Regions from separate parts of the Mus musculus genome. Here region 2 is linked to region 1. A link is a contact called in public Micro-C data. All regions are on one chromosome and are shown on one strand. Each heading gives the region's core, a stretch centred on a gene start, on an enhancer-like site or on the middle of the called end of the contact. The rest is flanking DNA. Distances are from core to core; before and after follow the strand shown. Region 1 overlaps Zmat3 (zinc finger matrin type 3). Region 2 overlaps Pik3ca (phosphatidylinositol-4,5-bisphosphate 3-kinase catalytic subunit alpha).

What was found. A called contact is a pair of places that touch in the nucleus more often than the background predicts.
Region 2: a contact with region 1 is called in a Micro-C map of granulosa cells, with 2.0 times the contacts expected there. The contact joins two enhancer-like sites. A contact is called at or near these places in 3 of 39 promoter capture datasets (the C10 cell line, hippocampal neurons and macrophages), 35 of 484 Hi-C or Micro-C datasets (the AML12 cell line, B cells, CD4 T cells and 26 more), 6 of 115 datasets of contacts at active chromatin or transcription factors (CD8 T cells, astrocytes, bone marrow-derived dendritic cells and 3 more) and 3 of 9 other capture datasets (adipose tissue, liver and pancreatic islet).

What each region holds. Positions count from the first base shown.
Region 1 is chr3:32,331,446-32,336,237 of GRCm38.p6, forward strand. It overlaps Zmat3 (zinc finger matrin type 3), which reads right to left. Exons shown (of 6, transcript NM_009517.2): 6 at 3,347-4,792. Among named protein-coding and RNA genes, the nearest start is that of Gm42201, 7.5 kb to the left of the region's middle. Within about 2 kb of position 2,181, at least 30 of the 459 cell types and tissues checked have an H3K27ac peak or open chromatin away from gene starts, as enhancers often do. A contact at or near this core is called in granulosa cells, where this site is marked.
Region 2 is chr3:32,435,242-32,440,033 of GRCm38.p6, forward strand. It overlaps Pik3ca (phosphatidylinositol-4,5-bisphosphate 3-kinase catalytic subunit alpha), which reads left to right. Exons shown (of 21, transcript NM_008839.3): 2 at 889-1,316; 3 at 1,877-2,086; 4 at 2,576-2,826; 5 at 4,463-4,708. The coding sequence starts at 965. Among named protein-coding and RNA genes, the nearest start is that of Pik3ca, 41 kb to the left of the region's middle. Within about 2 kb of position 2,805, at least 20 of the 459 cell types and tissues checked have an H3K27ac peak or open chromatin away from gene starts, as enhancers often do. A contact at or near this core is called in granulosa cells, where this site is marked.

The DNA.
Region 1 (4,792 bases), core at 931-3,430:
GGAGGACTGCGCACACTTTCCATGCTGTGTTAAGCCACTGACCCCACATGTCAGGTGGTGGACAAGGGGCAGCCCAACTCCCAGGTTCTTGGTCTCTGGCATCCCACACTGGATACGGCAGAGGAGCTGAGAACAGAATAGGGGCCCTGGGGATGAAGGGAGGAGAGGGCAGGTGGCGCTGGATGGTTCCCATCGGTGAGAGTCCTTGGTCAGGTCCATGGCTGGAGCACAGGATGGCCTTCTGGCAGGTTAGACTCGGCTCATTAGGAGAAAGCCCATCCCATCATTCAAGCATGGCAGGCCTTGATGATCAAAGATGGTCGATGGTTTTAGAGCTTTATTGTAGAAAGACAGGGAGAAAGGAGAGAAGGTAGAAAGAGAGAGGCTGGCCATGGCCACGTGGAGAGAGGGGGTAAAGGATAAAGAGAAGGAGGGCTAGAGAATAAGAAAGGTGAGAGCTTAAGAGAGCGAGGAGGGGCCAAGCAGCCCCTCTTATAGTGGGCTGGGCTATCTTGTAGTTGCCAGGTAACTGTAGGGGGGGGAGGGGAGCATACCTGGCTATAGTCAGGTAACTGTGGGGGTGGAGTCTAGCCAGAATGTCAGAAGCTTGGGACATTACCTGACTGGTAGTCACAGAATTATGGACAGGCACCTGATTCTGGGAATGTGGCTCCACTTTCCATCCCTAGTAGATTTCTCTATTGGGTCACCTGAGCAAGCCCTATTCAACCAAAATAGGCTGCCTATCACAGTCCCACAGACTTATATATACCTTCATACACTCATATGCTTAGAACTGTCATTTATAATAGCCAAGGGTAAACAGAAGGAACCAAAATGCCCACTGATGGATGATGGGTAAGCTCTATGTACCTCTACATGCAACGGAGTACTATGAAGGCAATTTTGGCATGTAGTCCAGTGCTGAGAGAACCTTATGCTTAGAGAAGTAAGACGAATAAGGCAGGGAGCGACAGACTTCCCCTGCTGTAAGACTCCTCAGGTAGTCAGCTTCATAAGCTCAGAGGGCAGAATGGTGGCCACCAGGCCCTGGGGAGGGGAAAACGGAAGGTCGTGCTTGATGACGTTTCAGACTGGGCAGATGAGAACCACTGAGGGGCGGGATGGTGGTCATGGCTACACAACAAAGTAAGCGGATCTGATGCCACCTTAAAAATGATTACAGCAACCCATTCTTTTATGCACGAGTTACTCACTTAAGTCCTTAACTTTAAAAGTCAGAATAATTCCCCAAACTAAAAAAATGGGTTATCATGTAAGAGAATACACACTCAAAGGTCAAGCCACACTGCTGGCTGTTTGTCATGACACACTGGTGTCACCAAAAAGGGCAAACAGACCAGCTCCAGAAACTAAAGAACTAGAGTAACTGACAGCTCAAGGGATGGGAAAACAGCTTAAGGGATGGGAAAACAGAGTGAGTTCAGGATCTAGCTTGTCAAAAAGATAAAAGAGAAAGTCATTTTTAAGATACTCCTCTAAATGACCTACAGTACAAAGGAAGGGATGGAAGGAACTCTCGACCAGGCCGGCCTCGAGACAGTGAGCACTGGGCATTAGCACCAGCCTTTTCCAAATGTCCTGTCTCCTGAGCTGCAACTCACTGTACAGAAACTATTCTGCCCCTGCCCCAAACACATCACATTCAGGAAAAGCTTAGAGCTTCAAACTTGGTTTTTATGCTGTCCCAGTGACTCACTCTCACACGCTGTGCCTTTATTTCATTGTTTTTCTCACTTCCCCAGTCTTTTTTTTTTTTTTTTTTTTTTTTGAGGATCTAATTCCTTGCTCCCGGTGTAGAGACTTGCACTTACGATCACTTCATTCTCAGGTCTGTTCTTCTTGTCCACATGCAGCAAAATGTGGAGTGAGGGGGTTGTCTGGTTTGGTTTTTAAATAAAACAGGCATTCTGAAAGAACTGTATTTGTTTAAAATAAAATAGGCATTCGCCACAATAATTACTCTAGCAGCTTTATCAAGGGAAACATTCACCAATAGTTATTGAAGACACTATGTCTGAATTTTCAAATGAACCTATGTTTTGCTGCACTTACCAGTAAAACGCATATCCTCCACATTTTCTTAAACCTAAATCCTGACTTTAAGCTCCTCACAATGGCTAGATGCAAGCTTTGAAGAGTCCACACGGTGGCGCTAAATACCTATGGGCCAAGTCTATAACCCAGTGAACTGTTATGAAAATCAGAGCAAAGGAGCCTCTGGCAAACAAGGATTAGATAATGAAGCTAATATGAAAGCCATCTTGTTCTTGTCTGGAGGGAAGGCTGCCGTCCAAAATACATTTGAAGTTCTAATTACATACCTAAAAACCCAAATGGCAAGCCTAACTTACCAGCTTCTCTCTCTTCCAAAGGCAGGTCTACCTCTGGTCGCAGAGGTAGATTCCAGGGCCAGGTACATTCCAGGGCCAAGTACACATCTCATGTATGTTAGGGGGTTACACGTGTGTTAGACACATTTATATTAAGATTTTTTGTCTCGGTCCTATTAACACTCTCATTGCACTGCAATAAACTGTCTTCATTTCTAAGTTCTCAATAGTTTGAGTATCCCACAAATAGGATAAATTTTTGTGCCCTGAGCTCAAAAGACAAGTCTTAAAGCTCTTCACAAACACTGGGTGCGGCCTTCACACTCTCCTATCAGGTCACCAGTGGCCTGGGAATGTCCGGTGTGGTCTTACAGGCAGCTGTGAGGCATAGGCTGGGGCATGACCTTGGACTGAGGGCCAAGGTCCCCATCTGGGAAAACCTAGAGCAAGGAAACCTGCAAGGCTCCTGGGACTTAGGCACCTCTGATGGCCCTCCTCATCCCATCTTAAAACTTACAACCTACTTTTCAAACAGACATTTAAATTCAAAGCATGATGCATGCACTCCACAGCACTCCAAAGACTCTGTGAGGACTGCATTCCAGTGACTATGTCCATAACCCCATTTCATAGGTGGAATGCCCAAGAGATGAGTGAGCGTCTGCTCTCTGATGTGTTTCTTTCCAGGAGCAGGAGTTGTCATTCTTCTGGGTTCATTCTCTCAGAATTTGAAGAGAACATAAATATCAGAAGGTATCACAAAACAGAATACACCCCGGTCCCAGGTTAGCTGGGAAGGAAGAGTCGGAGGTGGATGGGTAGCTAGGCCAACTCCACAGCAAGTCCTCAAATTCAGTATTCTAAGCCTTGGAAAGCACACAGTAGACCACATACCGCTGTGAACTGGGAGCGCACATCCCACCTGAAGTATGGGGATGACAGCTGGGTGCTAATCACTGATGCTAACTTCCTCCCGACTCAGAACCGAACGCTTTTGAGACAAGACTCAGAAACTGTTTTATTGAACTGAACACAAAAAGCCCGTTACAATGTCATCAAGCCTTTATCAGAAATCAGTACATACATGAGAATACACAGCCAAGATGAGCCAACGTAAGTGGTCTAAGCTTAAATAACATTCAGACTTCTGTATTTATTAGGCTGAAGGAAATAAAAACCAAAAGAGCAATTTCAATTTCACAATTCACAGTTGATTGGTTTGAATCCTGTGACGTCAGTCAGCTCTGTAGCCCCAGAACATAGACTGGCCCACTGCCCGGTGGCCTGCTCAGACACTCAACGGCCAAGTGACAAGTGGGGAGCGTGATATGACACAGCCCCACTTTCCGGTTTGGACTGGCATTTCTTAGCTGCGTTCTTTCTAGTGAAACAGCAAAAGCACATTTTCGGTTTGCCACACTGATCACGTGAAAGGTTCACATTCTCTCGGCTTCCTGCTTCACTTCTAACTTAAGACAATAACTGAATTAAAACGCACCCTTGACACTGAAAGCAAGATCAGCTTTGCTTCTGGATCAAGAGCACATACCCCAGAGAGGACATGTATGTCTCAGCAGACAGCTGGGATGCTTGACAGAGTAGCCTGGCATACCCAATAAGGCATTTCGAAGGCAACACACAAAACCCATGCCAGGTCACTACAGTTGACTGGGGGTGGGGGGTGGGGGGCCACAGGTGAGCAGAGTCAACGTGAGACTTACAAAGTGACACACTGGCTTACAGAACCTTTGGTGGGTGATCAGATACTGAAAGAAGGCAGAACAACGACCAGCCACGTCCAGGAGGGTTTGCTCCCGAGAGGGCTTTGCCCTGCCTAAGACAGTATCGCTCACCCTGACTTATGGAGTCATTTCTTAAAACCAACAAAAAAAGCATCAGGTAGAGAGTGCATGAGAGGGGTCAGTGATGGAGAACACCATTTTCACGAAGGGGTGGGGGGAGGGGGGGTCACGTGACCACTTACGTAGCCAGAGTGGTCATAAAAGCCATTTAAAGACAAAAACAATCAGACAGACCCTGCATGAGTTGGTGCTCAACAGTGCAGTGAGATTTTAGCAATTGCTTTGGACTCAATTAGAACTACAATTTATATAGCTTGGCATGGTGGTACATGCCTGTAATCCCAGCACCAGGAGGTGGAGGCAGGAGGATCGGGGGAGTTCAAGGTCAGCCTTGGCTACATAGTAGAAGTGACTCACCTGAGCTACATGGAACATCACAAAAACAACAAATACCCACAGGAATATCTCTGTGTTAAGAGAACTGTGAAATGTCTAAAACTAAAATTCTAGTTGGTAAAAAATAAACACAGTCCTTCTAAGGGCACAAAAGGAAGTGTTCGGTTACACTGGAAGCCTAAGATTACAACTTAAATGCACTCAGGTTGGATTGTGATTTGGTTCTCCCCATCCAACCTA
Region 2 (4,792 bases), core at 1,555-4,054, 100 kb after region 1:
CCTCTGTCCTCTACAGGCGCCTGCACTCACATGCACACATTCATTAAGATTTAAGATAGAGCCGGGCGTGGTGGCGCACGCCTTTAATCCCAGTACTCGGGAGGCAGAGGCAGGCGGATTTCTGAGTCTAAGGGCAGGCCTGGTCTACAAAGTGAGTTCCAGGACAGCCAGGGCTACACAGAGAAACCCTGTCTCGAAAAAAACAAACAAACAAACAAAGATTTAAGATGGAAAGACTAAGCCATTTAATTTCACATGACTGCATATGCTGGGTGAAGAGAAAGAAGGAGGAGTATCTGGGCTGTATTTACACTTAAATAAGTCAGGACCCGTTACCTAAAAGATCTGCCATGTCTGTGGCATCCTCAAATGATAGTAACAGTGGCAGAAGCCATCTTCGTGTGTGCCAGGCAAGTGCTCACTACTCCATCCCATCCCTAACCTGTTGGCTGCTGCTACTTGAGACATGCTTGCTAAGTGTTCCAGGCAAGCCTTGAACCTGCAAATAAATCCCCCTGCCTCAGCCAAAGGAGCTGAGGTTGCAGGCCTGCACCACCAAGCCTGGGGAGATGGTCATTTCTGGTTGAGTTACAGCTTGCTTTTTCATTCTTCCCATTGCTTGTTTTTGTGAGACCCAGCTTAGAAAACCTATTCAATATTTTTAAATTTTCATTAAATCTAATTAAATGCAGGTTATTTTTCTACTGTCTTCTGTAATAAAATCTGTGTAGCCTAGTTTAGAGCAACCATCTAGATTAAAACACATAAGTTATTACTGCTCTGATTAGTCAGACAACAAGTTGTGACCATTTGCACTTCTCAGTGCTGTCGTCAGTGTGTGATCAGCAATTGCTTCTCTCTAACAGGTGGTTTTCTTCTTTTGTTCAGGGCACTGTTTGGAGACAGTCGTGATTCTGACTCCATAAGGCGGTTTTCTATGTAAAGTTTGCAGAGGGTCAGAGCAATGCCTCCACGACCATCTTCGGGTGAACTGTGGGGCATCCACTTGATGCCCCCACGAATCCTAGTGGAATGTTTACTCCCCAATGGAATGATAGTGACTTTAGAATGCCTCCGTGAGGCCACACTCGTCACCATCAAACATGAACTGTTCAGAGAGGCCAGGAAATACCCTCTCCATCAGCTTCTGCAAGACGAAACTTCTTACATTTTCGTAAGTGTCACCCAAGAAGCAGAAAGGGAAGAATTTTTTGATGAAACAAGACGACTTTGTGACCTTCGGCTTTTTCAACCCTTTTTAAAAGTTATTGAACCAGTAGGCAACCGTGAAGAAAAGATCCTCAATCGAGAAATTGGTATGATATAATTTTCAGCTAATTGACACTGTCATTGCTAAACTGCAAATAACTATGATGCCTCCTCTTTATTTTATTCTTAAGATACTTTGAATTATTACCTTTGTAATCTTTGAGTAGATTTCTATTTAAAAATATAAAGTAGGGTTTTTGTTTTTATGGTTTTTTACTACTGAGCTATAGAACTTCGTAACGCTTTGATATCCTGTAGGGTTTTACTTAAGGGAAACAATTAGTAGGAGGACTTAGATTTCTTATTAGCCAAGTTTTATTACTCAGAAAAAGTTGATAAAGGTCCTATCATAATATTAATGGATATATGGACAATGCATATAATTAAAATGCTTGAGGCCAACTCCTTTTTTCTTTTCTTTTTTTCTTTTGGTTTTTCAAGACAGGGTTTCTCTGTGTAGCCTTGGCTGTCCTCTTAAAAATGGATTTATCAAAACATTTTTTTAATTCATAGAAACTTTCTTTTGTGCTTTTCTAAATGTGTGTAGTTCTCCGTTTGTAAAAACCACTTCTGCCCTACATTGTTTATAAACATCCTATTTTTTTAGGTTTTGTTATTGGCATGCCAGTGTGTGAATTTGATATGGTTAAAGATCCAGAAGTCCAAGACTTTCGAAGGAACATTCTGAATGTTTGCAAAGAAGCTGTGGACCTGCGGGATCTCAACTCGCCTCATAGCAGAGCAATGTATGTCTACCCTCCAAATGTCGAGTCTTCCCCAGAACTGCCAAAGCACATCTACAACAAGTTAGATAAAGGTAAGGAGGCGGTCCCCGCAGCGGACCTTGTGTTGCTGTAGCTGTGCTGATTGCTGCACGGTTGCCTTTTGGTAGCTGGATCATGCGCCTAAGACAAGGAAGGGCTCCTGCACCCTGAGAGCTGAGTGTGGAGTAATGACTTCTGGATAGCAGTCACTCCTTCTTACTGACTCACCCCTTGGTAAATGCTTATCTCACTGACACTCAAGAACTGAGTTTAGAATTCACTGTTGCATAGAATACTAACAGAATTAGAGCTGATTCTCCTTTTAAAGTTTAATGTGGCGTTAAGCTCAGCCATGGGTCCTTGTGATCCACTCAAAAAGGAGCCTTGGATGTTGTGTCTTTAGACAGATCTTTACCTCTATTTGGATTAACTAGATATGGTTTCTGGTTGTGCTTAGCGGAACAGTGAACACTTCTCGAAACTTGTCTTCAGAGAAATGAAATAGACACAGCGATGCACCTAACGGTGTTTTTTGGTTACAGGACAAATCATAGTGGTGATTTGGGTAATAGTCTCTCCAAACAACGACAAGCAGAAGTACACTCTGAAGATCAATCATGACTGTGTGCCAGAGCAAGTCATTGCTGAAGCCATCAGGAAAAAGACTCGGAGCATGTTGTTGTCCTCTGAGCAGCTGAAACTCTGTGTCTTAGAATATCAGGGCAAGTATATTCTGAAAGTGTGTGGCTGTGACGAATACTTCCTGGAAAAGTACCCTCTGAGTCAGTACAAGGTGAGTGACGGCACCACACCAGAGCTGCATGGCACAGCGTTCGGATGATGAATATTCATTTTAGGAAGTACCACTTGTAAGCTTATTTTTATTAGTATACTTGAATTTTGCTTAATACTGATAGTGAATGCCAGCCAAGTCTTGTACCACTGAGCTATATTTATGACATATGTGTATTTTATGTGTTGGCTCATATTCACCCCCTTTGGGATGAGTGAATTTCAGCCAGTCCCTTGTCTATTTATGTTTATGTTTAAATAATGCAATTATTTTAGAGTTGGAAGACATAGCAGTTACACTAACCACAAAATACTCATTTCATGACCTACCTGCTCCTACAAAGGATGTGGGGACAACATTAAAATAGAATCTTGGTTTATTACATTTACTACTAACCTTCTTCCTCTCTTTCTCTGGTCACTGAATAAATCCAGCTGAGAAGCAGTGGTAGCATACACACACCAGTTACTGTTTAATAAGAGAGACAGTGGCCTTTAGTTGGTGATAAGTGGGAAAATAGGGAGTTATGATGTATATACAGTAACATAGGCTAAAAATCCATGTGTAGGGGCCAGCAAGATGGCTTAGTGCATAAAGGCACTTGTTACTACCCAGCCTAATAACCTGAGTCACATCCCTGGGACTCATGGTGGAAAGTGAGAGCCAGCTTTGTGAACTCTATGCACTCTCTGTGACATGCATACAAGGACACATGTACACATATGTACTAGGGCTCTCTTAGGCGTGGGAAGATTGAGCAGTTGGTAAAGTGTTTGTGTATAAGTGTGAGGAGGAACTGTATTTGGACCCCAGCACCTCATGAAAGCCAGGCATGGCCGGCAGCCTGTGTCTGAGGATCTCTGAAGCTCTGTGCCCGGTCAGCCTGGCCTTGGGAGCTCCCTATTCAGGAAATGATCCTCTCTCCATGAAGCAGACAGTGACTGAGGAACATGTCTGACCTTGAACTCTGTGCAGAAGTACAGCCTGCTGTTTCAAAAGGGAGACCCACCCGTTTTAACATTTTAAAAAATAACTCTGTTATTCTGAGTCTTGTTACTTATTATTTTTATTGTTTGGGATTTTGTTTGTCTAAGACAGAGTCTTATATACCCCAGGCTGGCTTCAAACTGGTCATGTAGTAGCTAGAAATGACCTTAAGCCTTCATCTTCTTCCAGTCACTTCCCAAGTGCTAGAATTACCAGTGTAGGTAACCATACCAGTTTGTTTATGGGGCTTCATTGTTTCAATTCAGTAAATGTTCCTCAGGAACTACTTGGAGGGAGTAGGGTGGGGTTTGACCCTGAGAAAGGCTTAGCTGTCAGGGTTGACATGCACTGTCAGGCTTACCAAAGGAAGCTGCTTTTCTATTACAGTGATCACTTCTGATACTGTTGTAGTGTTTTGCAGTTTAAGAGTAAAATAATAGTATCAGAAGTTGGCCCTAATTTTTTTATTTTATATAAATATATTCAGAGGTTCTAACTGCATTATAAACAGCTACTATCAAGTGTGGTCTATGTTTAATTTTTAAAACCACCTTTGTAAATCAATGTGTAAATATTCATAATATTCCTACATGCTGTCATAGGAATGAAGTGCCTTATGTGAAGTCCCTCCCTCTGTGATCTCTTACAGTACATAAGAAGCTGTATAATGCTGGGGAGGATGCCCAACTTGATGCTGATGGCCAAAGAAAGCCTATACTCTCAGCTGCCGATTGATAGCTTCACCATGCCGTCATACTCCAGGCGCATCTCCACAGCCACACCCTACATGAATGGAGAGACATCTACGAAATCCCTCTGGGTCATAAATAGTGCGCTCAGAATAAAAATTCTTTGTGCAACCTATGTAAATGTAAATATTCGAGACATTGATAAGGTAAGGCCAATGCTGAGGTTTGCTCTGTGGAAGTCTTTTTGTAATTAGCCTCTGTGGAGCACAGTACAAACTGTTGACCTCTGT